Linked DNA regions of Mus musculus: regions 1, 2, 3, 4 and 5 are each linked to region 6. A link is a contact called in public ChIA-PET, HiChIP or PLAC-seq and promoter capture Hi-C data. All regions are on one chromosome and are shown on one strand. Each heading gives the region's core, a stretch centred on a gene start, on an enhancer-like site or on the middle of the called end of the contact. The rest is flanking DNA. Distances are from core to core; before and after follow the strand shown.

Region 1 (2,700 bases), core at 94-2,593, 770 kb before region 6:
CTCTCTCTCTCTCCCTCCCTCTCTCTCTCTCTCTCTCTCTCTCTCTCTCTCTCTCTCTCTCTCTCTCTCATTCCCTCAAATGTACAGTTCTGAGCATTTCTTTCTCCTAGTGGATCAGTTACTTTCTTATAAAAACATTTCAGCTCACTTTTATCCTTCTATCATTCTGAAAGCACTGTATTCAGAAAAAAAAAAAACTCAGCACCAGGTGGGTTCTGACCTACATAGAGTAAAGAGGGAGTTAGTTATACCCCTTGTTTTTGATGTGTTAGGTATCATTTGGGTGGGGCGACTTTTTACCTTTGTATGTCTACATCCTGCCGTTGACTCAGAGATCACTTGGGACTCAAAACTCTAGTTCTTTCACACATGTGCTGCATCTGAGCCATGTACCCCCTCTGTGTGTGCAAATTGTTGCTTTTCTATCTGTGAGGATGTGCAGGAGACCAAAATGTACTTCGGTTCTCTTGCATTTATTTCTTTAGTGCTTCTTCCAAACTTACCAAGTCTCAACAAGATTCTAATTCTGTAGTCCATTATATTTATCCCTCTATCCTCACACTCTCTCAGATGGGATCATGTCGCCTTATTTAATCTTATACAAGTGATTCACAAAATCACAGCAAGATCTCAGCTCGATATGGAGCACATGTTCTCCAAACTCTGCCTGGAGTCCAGGATCTGCTAAAACTCAGAGAATCAGTTCTTCCCCCTCCTCTCTCCCCAGCTGCAGAATGCATTTACCATCTCCAGCTTTCCAGATCCCTTCAATTCCTGTGAACCAAGGTGCTCCATAAGGAGCCTCAGACCCTACTTAGTGGTTTGTTGATGAAAATTCTGCAGGCCTTGTAGCACTGACAGAATGGTAAGTGGGGAAATCTAAGTCCTTCCCAGCTCCAGACACACACATTGTGATATATCTTACAAGGCATCTGACCTGCAAAGGGACAGTGCTGATCTTGAGTCCCATAGTTAACCAGGCACAGTAGGACCCTTAATACTTGTTTCCCTGACCGATTCCAGCAAAGAGATATAGGAACATGATAAAAAAAATAATCTTAAGAAGAACTGTTTTTCATCAAACATCAGCAAGTGAAGAGATGCATTCCTGGGACTTTTCGGTTCCTGAAGACAATGGGGGAAGGGGTGGAAGCATCTCACCCCAGGTCTGGCTGTTTATCTGTAAGTAACATCAGCACCAAGTAAGAATGGCCACCTGCCATAGCTCCATCTCCAGGAGTCACAACAGGATGTGGTTTGACATTTACCAGGTCCTACATCTGGGGTGCCTGTGAATGCTCCCCCACTCACTCACATTCTGAGCATTTTGGGAACCACACTTGCCACATCCTGTCTTCAAACCCTTCTCATGCAGCCCTTTCTACCTCAGCCTCTAGCTATCACCGTGACAGTGAGAACAACCAAGAGGAGGGTCTCTAAAGGGGAACCCATATATCTCATCTCAAGCCCCCCATCTAAACTATCTTACATCTGTTAGAAGTCACACAGGAAACAGAAGCCTTCAGTATGCACCATGGAGACAGGTGCAATAACAGCTCTGACCTCATTAGGGTTCCCATGGCTCCCACATCACCGCTCTTCCCACTTCTCTTTCCACTTAACCCCAACTCCAGTCACCCTCTCTTCACAAGTATCCTCCATTTCCTTCAACTAATGTAATGAGAGCCCATTCATGTAATGAGTCACAGGAACAGAGTCTAAATAATAAACCGAATGAAAAATAGATGGTCTGTCTGTCCTGCATTCATTGGCTGGCTTTCGCTGGGGTGTATCCTCTGTGAGTAAGGGCTGTAAAGTGAATGTGCTTTGTATTTCCTGCCTCATGTGGGTAAGATGAGGGAAACGTCTACACACAACACAGGAAAGAATGGAAAACCAGACCTCCAGAAACTCTCAAATGAGGAAGTGGGAACTCGCAAAATATACAAGCCAATCCTGCTCTATCCATCACACACTCAACTAAATCATATAATCTTTAAAAAATCATATGAAGTAGCCCAGCCTTCCTAAGGCTGGGCCTTTTTCTACCTTCTAGAAGCAGTCAAGGGGCCCCAGTCAATCCCATTATGGCTTAGATCCTTGAGGGGAGTTTCTCTAACTTCTGTGGTCCTCAGCAGCCTGTGTGTGAAAATCAGGCAATGATATCCTTAGGGATAGTTATTGTGACACATTTATAAAGTCAAAGTCAAAATCAGCATCCTTACAGATCTCCTAGAAAAGAAGCCACATTTAACCAGGAACCATGACATTGATGTTGGCAGCAGGTAGCACCTACTATTAGGATATGCCATCCTGAAGTGTTTTCCTGTTTTCCCTAGTTATAATGACTGAGGTTTTGACCTTTGGGTACAATTGAAACAGTTATGGCAGCAGAATCTTTATGCATAAATAGAGGCAGATAACTAAATGCAGGATAATGACTTGCTCTAGTGTGTATACATGGTTTTCAGGACTCTCCTTAAACAGCCTCTTCTTGTGTGCTACATTATCCTTAGCCATCACTAGGATTTTCTTTTTCTCATTTGCTGTTTCCAAGACTTTAAAGACGCTGAGATTTCTGTGTTTCTATTCAAACAATCCTCTCATTTGGAACTTAATTGTATTAAATCTAGCTAAAAATCGTTTCTCCTTTTAATGTACACACACACACACACACACACACACACACACACACACACA
Region 2 (2,700 bases), core at 30-2,529, 970 kb after region 6:
CGAGGGCATTCAGCTTTTTGTTGCTTTTCTAAGTAAAGTCATGCACGGGGTTGGGGGATGTCATCACCAATAGGCCTGCTTTTAGATCTGAACAGAGAGGGCCATGGAGCTTACAATCAAGGAAATGTGTGCTGAGCTGATTCCTTTATGTACCTGTTTACAGCAAACTGAGTCATTTTTACAAATTCTTGTGAGTTGCTTATTCGAAGTCTGTTCACCACCGCTTTCAGTTAAAGTTAACTATGAGTTTAGGATTTTTATTGCATATTATTTAGTGCATCAGTTAGAATGAGTTTTTATAACAGCAACCTGTGGGGATTTTTTTTTTCCCTTACTTTTCAGGTCTGGGACTCAAATTTAGAGCATTGATTGGGAGGCCAACATTCCACTACTCATCTCCACTCCACAGTCCCCTTTTAAAAATTAACCTTTGGGATAACTCTTATTCAAGGGTCTAAATAGATTACATATATTGACTTCCTTCCTATGACACAGGTTTTATCTCCTAAACGTAAACTTGATTGTAGTTTGGATTCTCTTGAGGTACCCACATAATTTGTGCTTTTTCAATGGTATTTCCCACATTATGTATCTAATTATGTGATTAAGTATTTAGTGCTGTTTCCTTTATTAATAATTGTTGTCTGAATCAAATTGTAAAAACCAGTGTTTTGGCCCTTTGCAGACAGCGACTACTTCCTAATCCACCTCCCCGCAGCGCTGCTGAGCACTTGTGCATGTTTGAGCTTGGCTCTGAGACCTCTGTGTAAATATGTTAAGTGGTGATGACTTGGTTTTTTTCACTACCACAGACCAATGCCCCTAAAGCCACATTAGCTGTAAACATGACTCAGGAGCTGCATGACTGTAGGGACAGGAGCCAGCAGCTTAGTGTAATCTTCTCACTCTGAAACTAGGTGTGTGGAAAGGCCAAAGGTCACAAGCAACTGATCTGGAGAGATGGGCCAAACTCAGCCAGGAGTCGAATAAACTTCTTGCTTTGATACAGAACATTCTCTACTCTATGCCCTTTGACCCATCTTTCCAACCTGCCTGTTTTGAAGATGACAGTTACTAGTGGAAAGTTTCCTTGTTCCTTCCTTGTAAGGGTGCTCAGTCTAATGGCCACAGAATGTTACAAAAAGAAATGGCATCCAGTGAGCAGGGAGTGTGGATTCTGGGTGGGCAGTGGACAGAATTTGGGGAAGAAAGGAACTCTAAGCTGTTTTTCCCAGCTGGTAAGGGTGGAGGTGACTGGTGATCCCTGCTGCTTGGTGAATGAGTCATGGTGCCTGAGGGCAGAACTTGCAATAGGGAAGGGCTAAGTCTGGCCACAAATGAAGCACCAATGAGCAGATAAATATTTTCCTGGCACCTTACCTGAGTCTTTCAGAGAGGCAACTCTTCCTGAACAATGCAAACGGAAACTGTGGAGTAAGAGCCAGTCTGTGTGTGCACTAATATGGAAATTCTAAATCTGCTTGCAGACCGAGGGGCTCCCGAACACCAACGAGAAAGTTCAGACTGTTCAGGGAAGGCAGCCAAGATCAACAGACCATCAGCTATGATAGATCAGAGTCACAGAGAAACTGTAGGCCACCAAAGGAGTAAGCAGTCCTGGGATAAAAGGAAAAGAAGATGGGACGCATCCAGCTAGTTCTTGGGTGTTTTCCTAAGATCAAATTGTGACCCGAGGGAGATTTTTCCCTATTGGGGCTGAAAACTCCTGAAGACCTTTGTATCTTAACAGCCTCAGTCCTGTCCTTAGACAGACTTAGTGGAGCTAGAGATGGGAAGGGACTTGCTAAATGTCACACAGCCAATTAATTAAATATGAGCTACAGGTGCAAATAGCTCTGTGCTCTCCATTGAGATTTCAGCAGGTTGCCTTTGGAGTTTGCTGTTGTCATAAAAGGTCGAAGGTGATTGGCTGAGAGGTAGCAAGGTTGGACAGACAGAATGAGCAGCCCCGGTGATTCTGAGGGAGCAGGAGTGCTGGTGCTCACCGGGATGGGTGGTTAATAAGCAGGTGCACGTGATGGTGCTGAGCTGGGCTGAGCAACAGATTGGAAACAAGGGTCAAGGTGTGGTTTCCGAGTGATTTATTATCCTTACACAGTGGGCCTTGAGATTCTAGTGAGAACGTATGTTCTGTGTGTCTGTGCGTGCATGTGCTAGTGTGTATGCATGTGTATGTGTTTAAATTTGGAGGAGAAACATAAAAAAAAAGAATTTTTGGACACGGTGGATTTGATCCAGAAGACTGGATTTCCTCCCGGGAATGAAATAATGTCAGAATTAACTAACCGAAGAGAAACAGGGATTAGAAAGCAAATTGGCAGTTGAGCAGGTGCTCCTGTATGCCCTTGTGAGTGCTTTCTCACTTGCTCTCTACTTTATTTCTAGAGAGAGGGTCTCTCAGTGAGCATTGAACTTGCTAATTAGAGTGGCTGGCCAGGGAGCTCTGGAGATTCTCCTGTCTCTGCCCTCCCACCATGGGCATTTCAGGTATGCCCCGGATTTTTATTTGGATGCTGGGGATCAAATGCAGGTACTCGGGCTTTTGCAGCAAGCAGTTTACCAACTGAGCCATTTCTCCGATGCCAGAAAGTCTTATTTTTTTTATTCTGTTGTTATACTTGGCTGCTCATGTCTCCACCACCAAAACAAACATAATTTTGTGGTAATTAATCCCTGGAC
Region 3 (2,700 bases), core at 96-2,595, 980 kb after region 6:
CTAATAGACAACCATTGGGGAGGGGTGAATAGGAAGAGAGAAGCAGGCAGACTGCCATCCTGGCTTTCCTCAGACTAGCCCTGGTTTCAGAAGGGAAGCAAGGCACTGTGGGTTGCAGAGGAGATAAAGCAGGGCCCTGGATCTTCCAGAGCCCAGGCACGAGCGGCAGAGGCCATCAGAGGGGGAATCACATGAATGAATGATGGAGGCTTTACCTTCCCCAATCCTTTCCCCCTCCTAGCCCTCAATCCACGTGTTCTGGTTCCTCCCTCCTCTCCTTCCTTCCGCCCAGTCCCACTCTTCTGCAGGTGAGGAAGCCCTCATCTGGAAGGAAAAAACCCTCCAACCAGCTGCGAAGCTCGCCCTCCCCGCCGCTTAGGCAACTCTTAGAGATGGGCTTGCAGTGGAGCACAGAACCCATTTGACCTCCCCCTCACCCCCATGTACTTCCCCCTAGGTGAAGAAATGCGGGTAGGCTTTAAATAATCAACCCAAGATCACACAGGGATTCGGTCCAGGGGCTCAGTCTACTCTCAGCCACCTCCTGGAATCCAAACGCTTCTCCTAGTTACTTCAAGTACTTATCACAAAAGAAAATTCACCTCAGGGAGTTGCTGTCATTTCCAACGAAACCAGAAACTGTGTAAGTAAACGGTAACTGAAGCCTTTGACTATACCTCTAAAAAAACTTTCTAATAATAGATAAAGCTGGGGGCAAGTCCTGGCCCAGGCGCCTTTTCCAGATGATTCTATATACACCGTAGAACCCTGTCAGAGAGGTGGAGGCGGGGTGCAACCAGAGGGTGAAGGCAGTAATGGTGTCAAGGGTCGCTGGGACAAACACCTTTAATCCCAGCACTTGGGAGGCAGAGGCAGGCGGTCTACAAAGTGAGTTCCAGGACAGCCAGGGCTATACAGAGAAACCCTGTCTCAAAAAACAAACAAACAAACAAACAAACAAACAAACAAAAAGTTTCATAACGGTGATTAACATGTAGCACAGTAATAAGCATGGTACGGAGTAGGCACTCCACAAACATGGACCTTATTCCACTAATGTACCGTAGTGAAAGGGGCGAAGAGTGGGAGAAGCTAGGTTAGAGCGGTTCTTTATCCCCAGCACACCGGAGATGATCCCTCACCAGAAGGATGTGGTTAGGTGACCCCCCTTTCCCATTACCCACAGACCTAAACATGCTCTCGAGGCTGGCCCAGTGAGCAGCAGCCCTCACAGGCTCAGCAAACCGTCCTCACTAAGGCCAATCCCCAATGGGTGCTCACCCTGCATTTTCTTGCAGAGCTTCTCCGTAGGTTCCATGGCCCAGGCTCCCTCTCCTGAGCTCGCCCTGGTACCACAGGCGCGCGGCTTTAATGAAGTCCGTGGGGTGGCCAGGTGTGTGGAGTCTGCACAGGTCATGCAGCGCAGCCGCAGCGGAGCTGGCGCCCCCCAACTCCACCCCCAGGGCGAGGCACCGCACACCTGGGGTGGGGGCTGGGAGAGCCATCCTGCAGTTCCCTGTGAGCCAAGGGTACCAGATACTGGTCAAAGACACCTCCCCAAAGTCGGGGCAGGAGCAGAACAGCAATGGAAGGGGGGATCCCAGGCTAACCCACATCCTAGCACGCAGTGAACGGACATGGTTGTGGCTCCCCTCTTGACCCTTGAATATGAGCCTGTCCTAGCTACTGCTTGCTTCAAGGATTCTTGTGCCTCAAAGTCCTAACTGACTTGAGTAGCCTTAACATACAGATCCAGGGGCAAAGACAGGAATGGAGTTGAAAGTACCCCAGGCCTGGAGGAGACTAAACCTCTCGGATCCCGCACAAGTTTGCAAGTATAGACGAGGTTCAAGCGAGTCCAGGTTTTCTTATTAGGCTTGCCCATTGAATATCAGCTTTCTGGATATTGAACCAGGATAAGAGAGACTCCTGGTTCATGGAATGTTTATTTCTGTTAGGAAAAAAGATAGCAAAATTATACAGTTCTTACTTCTTCTTCAACCGGAGTGGAGTGGGAGGGGGGTGAGGAATGTGAGTGTTGGCCAGATTGAAACAGCTGCGGCAAGCTGGGGGAGGAAGAGCCGCTTCTAACCCGGGCTCACGTGTTTTGATTTTAGTTACTTCCAAGGTTCTGGACACCAGGCATTTTTTTCCTGCCATATTAAACAATCAGCTACCGGGACATTTTCCTGTGTCTAAAGATCATTTTTGAGAGACTTCTGACAGGAGTAGGAGTCTTAGTTATTTCTGCAACATAAAGCTCTAAATTAACTAAAGGCCAGTGAGATGGCTCGGTGGTAAAAATTAAAAAAAAAAAAATGCGCTTGTTTTACAAACCTGAGTTCAGCCCCCAGTGAAATGTTGGAGAGAACCAACTCCTGAAAGGTATCCCTTGACCCCATAGTCTTAGGACGATGGCATGAGCCACCCCCACCCCCCACCCCCCAACTCTTTAAAGAGAATTTTAGGCTCAAAATCCAGTTTCTGGGCTAGAATATCTGCAGCGTTCTGTAAGGCCAGCAGGGTGTGGGCCCAGTGAAGCTGTTCTCTATGGGAAACCCAGCATCATTTGGTTGTGGCTGGAACATTATGGTTTTCTAGTGTAATCATTTAAAGGACAACTACTGTGTACCAGAAACTAGGGCGGAGGGGGGGGGGAAATGCCTGCCTTCCCCACAGCAGCTTATTGGAAGTCACAGA
Region 4 (2,700 bases), core at 110-2,609, 690 kb before region 6:
GAAGACAAAAACTTTCTGCCTTTCCTCTGTGAATACACATGCTACCTGTCACTGAATTGCCTTGGAGGGAAGCCACAAAAGCAGGACTTCCTTTTAGCATGTCACCAAATGGATGTGGAACCCCAATGGCAATGTCAGAGAGAAGAGTGCTCACAGGTTGGGCCCAAGATCCAGTGGATCATCCATTTTCCTGCTCTCAAAGCCAACTCTAAGATGCCATGAGTCAGGAGTGGCTACCAAGTAAATAGAAGGAAGTCTACTTTTAGCAGATAGAATCAAAATAGGAGATTTTCTAAGGGCTTAAACTCCAGACTCTCTCCCAGTCCCCCTAGCCTGAAAGATAGCATGGTGAGCATCTTTGGCATTGAGCCCAGGAGTCCATGCCAACCCATGAATAGAGGGGGAAGACACTCCAGGCTGCAACCGAGCATTGTTGGTTCTTTAAACTCAAGTAGCTGAGACAGATGCACAGGAATGATATGTATTTTCATATTTTTTGCCATCTTTTCTTACCTCTTTATTTATTCAGTCACTCATTCATTTCCACATGCATGCTTCTATATAAAATGTGTTTCTGTTATAGTCTGCTGTAGGGGCATGGAGTAGAGATACATAAGATATTACGCTGCCACCATCACCTTTTGGGGAGATAGCTTACAAGGGGGTAGTGAGATGCCTGGCTACTGGGGAAGTACTCACAGGAATCCTGCAGAAATGAATGGTACCTTAAGGGAAACTAACAACTGTGCCCAGGCAACTTCCCACCTGACATTCTGGCCAGCTAGGCTCACAGGCTAAGGCTCAGGAGACGGTGCTAACAAGGGGCACAAACTGTCCAGACAGGGTGCTAAGAGAAGACTCAAGCAAGCCAGGAGGGGTGGGGTGTAAGCCCTGCTGCTGCAGAGGTAGAAGACGCAGAAGCAGATGGCAAACTTACCTCTTCTGCTGCAGCAGGTTCTGCTCGTCTCGGCTCTGAGCCCAGGACTCTTGTCTGTGGAACCATCTGCAGAACTTGTTCCATAGGCAGAGTATTAACCCCTTCTCCTTGGGCAGGGACCACCCCATGGGGTGGAAGGCTGGTTCCTTGGGGGGCTGAGGCTGATGCCAGACCCCAACTGGGCTCGACCCTGGGGCCACATTGGCACCCCCAAGAGCCGGCCTGTCCTCTCTCTGTAGAGGTCCCGTCTCCTGTCTTCTGTCTCCTACTTCACCTGTGGAGCTGCTGAGGCTTCCCGTGGCTGCCCCTAGGAGCCTGAAGAGGGCTCCTGCTTTGTTCCTCTTGGCCGGGCTGGAAATCTGCTGGGCTTGTGTCTCTGGAGCTCCTGTTGGGAGTGAGCAGGAGCTATGTGGGCACTCCCTCCCTCCTCCCAAATTACCTGAGATTTAAAGAGACAGGCCCCAAAGTCCTGCCTACTGAGACCATGCGTCAGCTGCAACTCTCTCCACCCTGGAACTCTTCCCCTGTTCTTAGGTCTTCAAAGAGATTAAAGAGCTGGCCCCTGGACTTTGGGATACCCAGTGACCTTTTTCTAGGAAGGCTGGGACAGGTCAGGCTCATTGCAGGATGGAGGAACTTCTGTCTGTTTTTACTGAAGGTCTGGGTTTTAAGTTCTCTTGACTCTCAGGGTTAAATGTCTCACCTGGCCCTGAACAAATATATAAATAGCAAAAATCTCACCCACTTTGAGTTAGCACTGGTTTCTGTAAAGTACCAGACACTACATGTAAGTATTTTAGGCATTATAAACCCAGTATAGTCTTTTCTCTTTGGCTGTGGGTGGTCTCCATTATCACCATTTAATGATGTAATATCCATCCCCAAGCTAGTGAGTCAGGGTATAAAATCTAGTGGTGGAAGATTGGGATTTTTCTAGGGGTAGGTGGGTTACCAAATAAGACACAGGTTGGTCCCAGTGAGGTGGCACCAACCTGTAATTCCAGCCCTGTATATGTAGATGCAGAAAATGGAAAGTTGGAGGGCAGCCTGTGCTACACAGGGAAACTTTGTCTGGAAATTAAAGCTATAAGAATGCCTAGATAATTTTTTTCAATAAATATAAATATTTTATATGCTCTAGAGCATTTTATCTAGCAACCTCCCCATAAAGACATTGGGTCATTGCCACTGGCACTAGGCGCAACAATTGAGTGTGTCTCCACAAACTCACGTGGAACCTATAAGGCAGTTACTATTCATATTTTGCCCATGGAGATAATAGAGGTTCCAAGTGCTAGAGCGAATCCTTGAGGTCTGAGAAGTGAGAAGTGAAACCCAAACTCACCTGGTGCTCTGTAGTCTGCCCTGTTTAGGCTTTTTCATGCACTCACGCTAATAGGCAAAATGATTTCTGCCAGAGTTAAGACTTCCACAGACAAAGTCACAGGCATCCTGGGTCGCAGCAGCAGGAGCAGCAGCAGCATTGAACTGCAGCAGGGGCCAACCTGCAGATAAATCTGGCTTATTTGCCTTATGTGGAAGAACCTCTGCCTCATTCAAAATTCTTCTGCCTCCCAGGGGGCTCAATTATCTGGGATGGCAGATGGCTGTTGAAGTCACAGGTGTCTGTATGTCACTCTCCAGCTTCAGCTTGTTGTTTTCTATGTCTGATTCAAAGATCAGGAAGGCTCAATATGTGTGTGTGTGTGTGTGTGTGTGTGTGTGTGTGTGTGTGATATGCCTGTGCTCTGGGTGCTATATTG
Region 5 (2,700 bases), core at 8-2,507, 940 kb after region 6:
CCAGTCTAGAAGGAACTTTTTGACCAGCTTTAATTTTCAGATTCTCTTCACTCCTTGTTCTATGCCCTTGCTGGGTTTATGAAGCATGCTGGCCTGCCCTTATATGGCCGAATCCTAGACTTGGCATTTCTTATTATTTCCTGTATACTTCACTGCAATTATGAGTGTGTCTAAGCTAGCTAAACTCTTTAAAGTTTAATCCTCCAAAAGAGCATGACGGAACTAGGGCATTTTTTGAACACTGCATTGCTTCGGGACTATCAGAGAGGAGGCCTTTCTCCCTTGGTCATGTTTGATTCTGCAGGGCCTTCCAAACAACTGCTTAGCCTCTTCTGCCAGGGCCAGTGCAGCAGCGGTGGACACAGGGATCAGGGGACAGTCTACCCACAAAAGCTGATTGCAGTTGTGGGCCACAGCATTCCTAAAAGAAAAACAGCCAAAGAGCCTGTTAATTCTCCTGGGGAAAAAGTCATTATGGTACCCCCCAGAGCCAGGAATGGGTTTGGGGAGGGAGCCTGTGGACAGAACATCCAAAGTTCCTGTCATTAGGTAAAGGTGTGTGTGTGTGTGTGTGTGTGTGTGTGTGTGTGTGTGTGTGTATTCTCTCTCCGAATACTGGAAAGAACAGAGGAGGGTCATACAAACTGAGACATAAGATCTTAAAATGAACTCTGGAACATGGTGGCAAACAGAGGCTATCTACAGAAAAGACATAAGAATGTTTCACATGCACCCAGTGAAGAGAGAGAGGAACATGGGAAGGAGAGAGGGGGGTAGAGAGGGAGAGACAAGAGATAGAGAAGCATACAGACAGGAACAGAAGAACTTGTGCAAGAACCCTTTATCTTATGGCAAACACCAAGTAAAGAAACACGCTGACAATCCCAAATCTCAGATGTTCGGAAACATCGAGGGGCAGAAAGTCAGCCGGGTCCGGATGAGCCTCAGTTGGAGACCTGACGAGGACCCACGGAGGAAGAGACACGCAGGGGAGTCTAGGGCCACGCCGGACACCGGCGAGTCCCGTGCCCAGTTCTCTCCTGCGGCTCCTTGGTGACTCCTGCCTGGGTTCTGCCCCTGGACGGCCACGGCCTGCCGGTGCTGTGGGTAGAGCTCAATCCCGCGGAGCTCGCTCTTCCCAGCTCTGCCCGGAGCTGCCCCTCCCCCGGGAAGGTGTGTCCCTGTTTCCTCACCTGAAACTTCCTTGGGAGAAGCCGGTCCCTCCCTCCCGTCCGGCGGCAGGGGCGGGCCGCGGGTGGGGCGCCGGGGCGGCCTGGCCTGGCTGGGGACCGCGGCGGGCGCCCGGACCTGGAGGGGACTCTCGGGCCAGCCCGGGGCAGCATGTGACTCCGACCAGGTGGGTGCTCTCTTCTCTTCTGAGCCCCGGACTCTGGGTGGTCGTGGAGCCGGGTGGAGGTAAGGCAGGGGCGGGAAAGAAGAGAGAACTAGGCCTCCCCCGGGACCAGTCCCGGCCAGGTCCCGGGGCGCAGACTCCGGAAATGGGGGGCTGGGCCAGTGGGCCGGGCTCCGAGTGAGGGGCTGAGTACCTGGTCGGGACCGGGAAGGGAGCTGGAAGGAATGGCCTCCTGGCAAACTTTGCTTTCCAACCAGGTCTGAGCCTTGGAAATGGGCACCCTGCCCCGCAATGTTCCCGGGCCAATAATCAGAACTTTTTTCCACCCGGAAAGTCGGGGCCCTGGGGAAAGCTAACTCCTATGATAAAGAATTCTTGAGATTCAGTTTCTAGACGGTTCCTTACCTGGAAGTGTCTTTTTTTTTTCTTTTGTAACCAGGCCTGGGCCTTGCTTCGTTATCTTCGCGGCATTTACATGCCTACGTATGTGTGAATCTATGTACACACCTCTCTCTCCGCTGTTAACTAAGGCTCTGAAATCTGAATCAGGGATCCTTGCCCTGAGTTCCCTCTCCCCCATTTACCTGTGTATAGGGAGTTTCTTGTTGGCCTCGGCACAAGGTTCTAAGGAACGTGTAAGAGAGCTATTCGGAATATCGCGGTGCGGTAGCCCATTTTCAGAGCCCTAGTTTGGGGCATCTTCTATAAATGCCTTTTTCCAGAACTGATCCGGGAGAGCTAGCCCTAGAGCCTCAGTTTTCAAGTCTTCTTCCCCTCCCCCTTTCCTGGATCTTGGGTTCTCTGGACAATCTTGTCCTCCTGTCGGCCTAGCAGTGAACTCTGGCCAGCGCTGTGTCAGACTGAGGGGGAAGGGCACACCAAACTGGAGAGTTGAGAGGGTGGTTTTCCTTTCAGCTTCCTTCCTCCCTTGCTCTCCCACTGTGCTCTCAGCTTTACTTCAAAAGCACCAAGTCCCAGAGAAACAGCCCCCAGTGTGGCCTCTTCCCACACTTCCTGCTTTATCTACACCTGGGGTATGCAAGCTTCTGGCTCTATCAAAACAGTCATCATTTGTTAACCAGTCCTCGGGTCTAAGACAGAACCCATGGACCTTAAAAGGACTTGGAGGGGACAAGGGGGAGGCTGAGTAGAGGACAGACAGCTTCTAAATTCTAAGTTTGTGGTAAAAGAGAGATGTAAGCATTGGGAGGGACAAGTCAGAAGGAATGTGAAGGGGTACCTCTTTTCAAAAGAATACAGAAATTGAAGATGTAGCCAAAGTTTTCATATATCTGTTTTCCCTGGAGGGTATGGCTGCCCATAATGTGGTTTGTCTGAAGTTGTGT
Region 6 (2,700 bases), core at 28-2,527:
TAAACCGGGTCTCAGAAATCAGGCTTCCGGAGAGTGTAGTTTGTTTGTAATAATAATACGAATTATTCTCTCAGCCTGAGGTCACTAGGGCGTGTAGGCGGGAGAAATTGGGAGTTAGGAAGGGGAAAATTGGGGGGTTTGGGAGAGGACTGTACTAATGTGTTCAGCCCTAAAGTGGAATGGATGCGTAGGGTGGGGGTAGGGGGCGGTAGTAAGGCAGGGGCTGGAAGGAGAGGACCATTAAGGAAGCGCCTTTCTTCCCTCCCCCTGCCAAAGGTAAATAAAAAGCCGGCCCTGCTCCGCCTGCCCCCGCTGACAGGTGCAGGCGGGTCCCAGGGTTCCTAGGCGGACCCCACCCTCTGGGAAGCGGACTCCCGACCTCTCTCGGGGAGGTAAACCTCCACCTCCTCCCTGAGTCCACGGCTCTTCCAGAGCACCCCGGCCCAAGACCATTCCCTCCAAGCGTGGAACCCATTCCCTCCCGGTGGCACACGCTCTTCCCGCCCCCGCCCCAGAGGGAAAATGCACGTGAACAAAGCAAATCGGGGGGAGGCAGGAGCGACGGGAAAAGGCTACCAAGAGGGAAATGGTTGGGGGCAAAACACACATGCCATATGGAGAAGAGGGTGAAGATGGGAGGGGGCGTGCGGAAGAAAGTCAGGGATGAGGCTGGAGAGGAGGTTCTGAGAAGAGGGGCTGCTCCCGAAAGAAGGGCTCGGGGAGGCTCTGGCTACAGCAGAGTAGACGCGAATGGCCTGAAGGTGGAGGGATGGGGCCATCGGGAGTAGGGAACAGCGACTGAGCCGCGAAGGATGCTGTGGAGAGGCTACCAGGGAAGGACCGCGCCTGCGGGAGGGCGATGGAGAGAAGGCTATGAGCTGAGAGGGATGGAAGCCCTGGAGGCGCGAGGGCACAAGGATAGAGGGACCTTAGCGGATGGAGGGAAAGTAAAGGCGCGAGGCAGGGCCGGGCGGGCGCGGAGGGAGGTCCCCAGGGGCAAGGATGGGGATGGGGGAGGGGGCCGGAGGAGCGCCCCGGGGCGAGCTTGCCCCTGACCCGCGCCGGGCTGCGGTACCCACCCACAGTCCGCGAGCCGATGCAGCCCATGGCTCCGGGGGCCGCCGGGTCCCGGCCCTCACCGACTCGGGGCCCTCGCCGGGGGGAGCACCGGGAACCGCGCCGCCGCCCCAGCCGCTCTGCAGCGCCGCGGCTGTCTCCGCTCGGCTCCGCTCCCCCCTCCCCTCTCCATCCCTCCCCACGGCAGCCTCCGTCGCCGCCGCTGCCGCCGCCGCCACCGCCTGGCTCCCCCGCCCCGCTCAGCTCTCCGCGGCCGGGGAGGGGGCTGCTCGGGGATTGGCTGCGCGCAGAGCCTCCCCGCCCTGCCCCCGACCGGGCACCGCGCTCCCCGCGCCCCTCGCCGCGCTGCAACCACGTCCCTCCGCCTGTCCTTCGCAACCCCCGCCCCTGAGCTCCTCGCCATCCCCGCTGAGTTCTCCCGGGAGATGCTGATGGAGAATGTGGATAATAACCCGCTTGTCTCAGGAGCCCGGTCAGGAAGCCAGGGCCCACCCTTAGGATATGCTTGATGGACTTTGAGGGCTGCGGGGTGAGAAGGCCGAGAGAGAAAGTGGGGCGGAGATGAGAGAACACCCTGCTTGGCCTTGGGTACCAAATTCCGCAAACATTTGTTTTCTTCCTGATGCTGCATCTGGGACGCACGAATCGGGATTGGATGCTGTTCTGGTTGCCCGGCGTTTCACGTGCGTTGCTTTGCCCACCCAAACATATTGTGAAGTCTTTGCCAGTGGATGCTGCGAGATGCTTCCCTGTCCTCTAGCTGTTTTGGGATGGGTGTGGGGATGGTGCAAGTATTCTAGCTCTAGGCTTGGGTCCGGATGGGAGGAGAATGGGAATAATTCTATTGCAGCTGTAGGGAAATGAAAATATCAGGATCGGAAACCGGCCGCAAGACATGGCTTTAAATCAGAATTTAACTTTTCTGAGCTTTATGTGGATGTCCGGAAGCAGCAAAAGGGAGAATACTGCCCCCTGCCGAGAAGGGTCAGCACTACACCAAGGGCCCCATGGGAAAGGAAAGGGAGATCTGAGTTGGGAGAGTCAGCAGGCACTATTTCAACTGGCAAGAAGAGTCTAGAAGACACACTAGGAAGGACAAGGAGACCATTTCCTCTTAGTCGAACCAGTAACTGCAAACCTTGGGCAAGCGGGTCTGGGTGGTACCATTGACAACAATGGTAACAACAAAAAGCAAACACTAATTCTGGGCCAGCTTGTTTTCCATAGGTTTTTGTCTCTTTCCTGGGATTAGAGAGGAAGAGGGGCAGGAGGCCTTGTGGGTTTGAGGCAGAGAAAAAGGGCATGCCTTACACGTGTAAGTTTGTGACATTTAGATTATGATTGAGGAATTACGTCTGATGACATCCCAGATGAAGATATGGGAGAGGATAGATATTTTTGCTCATTTTGGTACTATAACAAAATTCCTGAGACCAGGAAGTTTATAAAGATTGGAAGTTTGGAGGCTGGAAAGGCCAAGAACTTAGTGTTTGCAACTGCTGCAAGTGTCCTAAGGGCTTTGATGCATTGTAACACTTCGAGGAGATGATATGATGAGACAGGATGAATATGTTAGCTTCAGCCTCTTTCATAAAGCCTCTAGTGCCAACCTCTGTGACCTTC

Evidence for each region. Promoter capture Hi-C pulls out the DNA fragments that hold promoters and counts their contacts. ChIA-PET counts read pairs in DNA pulled down with a chosen protein or histone mark. HiChIP or PLAC-seq counts read pairs in DNA pulled down with a chosen protein or histone mark.
Region 1: an RNA polymerase II ChIA-PET map of memory CD8 T cells shows a contact between it and region 6, with 33 read pairs. The contact joins the enhancer-like site here to the promoter of Fam131b in region 6. A contact is called at or near these places in 3 of 39 promoter capture datasets (cranial neural crest, liver and maxillary cranial neural crest) and 4 of 115 datasets of contacts at active chromatin or transcription factors (embryonic stem cells, large pre-B cells, memory CD8 T cells and 1 more).
Region 2: a contact with region 6 is called in an H3K4me3 HiChIP or PLAC-seq map of forebrain, with 6 times the contacts expected there. The contact joins the enhancer-like site here to the promoter of Fam131b in region 6. A contact is called at or near these places in 7 of 39 promoter capture datasets (the 3T3-L1 cell line, cranial neural crest, hippocampal neurons and 2 more) and 1 of 115 datasets of contacts at active chromatin or transcription factors (forebrain).
Region 3: a contact with region 6 is called in a promoter capture Hi-C map of hippocampal neurons, with 4 times the contacts expected there. The contact joins the promoter of Nobox here to the promoter of Fam131b in region 6. A contact is called at or near these places in 2 of 39 promoter capture datasets (the 3T3-L1 cell line and hippocampal neurons) and 1 of 115 datasets of contacts at active chromatin or transcription factors (forebrain).
Region 4: a promoter capture Hi-C map of maxillary cranial neural crest shows a contact between it and region 6. The contact joins the promoter of Trpv6 here to the promoter of Fam131b in region 6. A contact is called at or near these places in 5 of 39 promoter capture datasets (cranial neural crest, frontonasal cranial neural crest, liver and 1 more) and 2 of 115 datasets of contacts at active chromatin or transcription factors (SST interneurons and embryonic forebrain).
Region 5: a contact with region 6 is called in a promoter capture Hi-C map of embryonic stem cells, with 16 read pairs. The contact joins the promoter of Arhgef5 here to the promoter of Fam131b in region 6. A contact is called at or near these places in 7 of 39 promoter capture datasets (the 3T3-L1 cell line, cranial neural crest, embryonic stem cells and 2 more), 1 of 484 Hi-C or Micro-C datasets (embryonic stem cells) and 1 of 115 datasets of contacts at active chromatin or transcription factors (pancreatic cancer cells).

What each region holds. Positions count from the first base shown.
Region 1 is chr6:41,553,213-41,555,912 of GRCm38.p6, forward strand. It overlaps Tcrb. Among named protein-coding and RNA genes, the nearest start is that of Prss2, 33 kb to the left of the region's middle. Within about 2 kb of position 1,344, at least 89 of the 459 cell types and tissues checked have an H3K27ac peak or open chromatin away from gene starts, as enhancers often do. A contact at or near this core is called in memory CD8 T cells and pancreatic cancer cells, where this site is marked.
Region 2 is chr6:43,291,347-43,294,046 of GRCm38.p6, forward strand. No RefSeq gene overlaps it. Among named protein-coding and RNA genes, the nearest start is that of Nobox, 17 kb to the right of the region's middle. Within about 2 kb of position 1,280, at least 95 of the 459 cell types and tissues checked have an H3K27ac peak or open chromatin away from gene starts, as enhancers often do. A contact at or near this core is called in liver, where this site is marked.
Region 3 is chr6:43,308,209-43,310,908 of GRCm38.p6, forward strand. Nobox (NOBOX oogenesis homeobox) reads right to left here and starts at 1,346. Exons shown (of 9, transcript NM_130869.3): 1 at 1,282-1,346. The coding sequence starts at 1,318.
Region 4 is chr6:41,635,046-41,637,745 of GRCm38.p6, forward strand. Trpv6 (transient receptor potential cation channel, subfamily V, member 6) reads right to left here and starts at 1,360. Exons shown (of 15, transcript NM_022413.4): 1 at 938-1,360. The coding sequence starts at 1,185.
Region 5 is chr6:43,264,387-43,267,086 of GRCm38.p6, forward strand. It overlaps Arhgef5 (Rho guanine nucleotide exchange factor (GEF) 5), which reads left to right and starts at 1,258. Exons shown (of 15, transcript NM_133674.1): 1 at 1,258-1,357.
Region 6 is chr6:42,323,363-42,326,062 of GRCm38.p6, forward strand. It overlaps Fam131b (family with sequence similarity 131, member B), which reads right to left and starts at 1,278. Exons shown (of 7, transcript NM_029528.5): 1 at 1,080-1,278. The coding sequence starts at 1,107.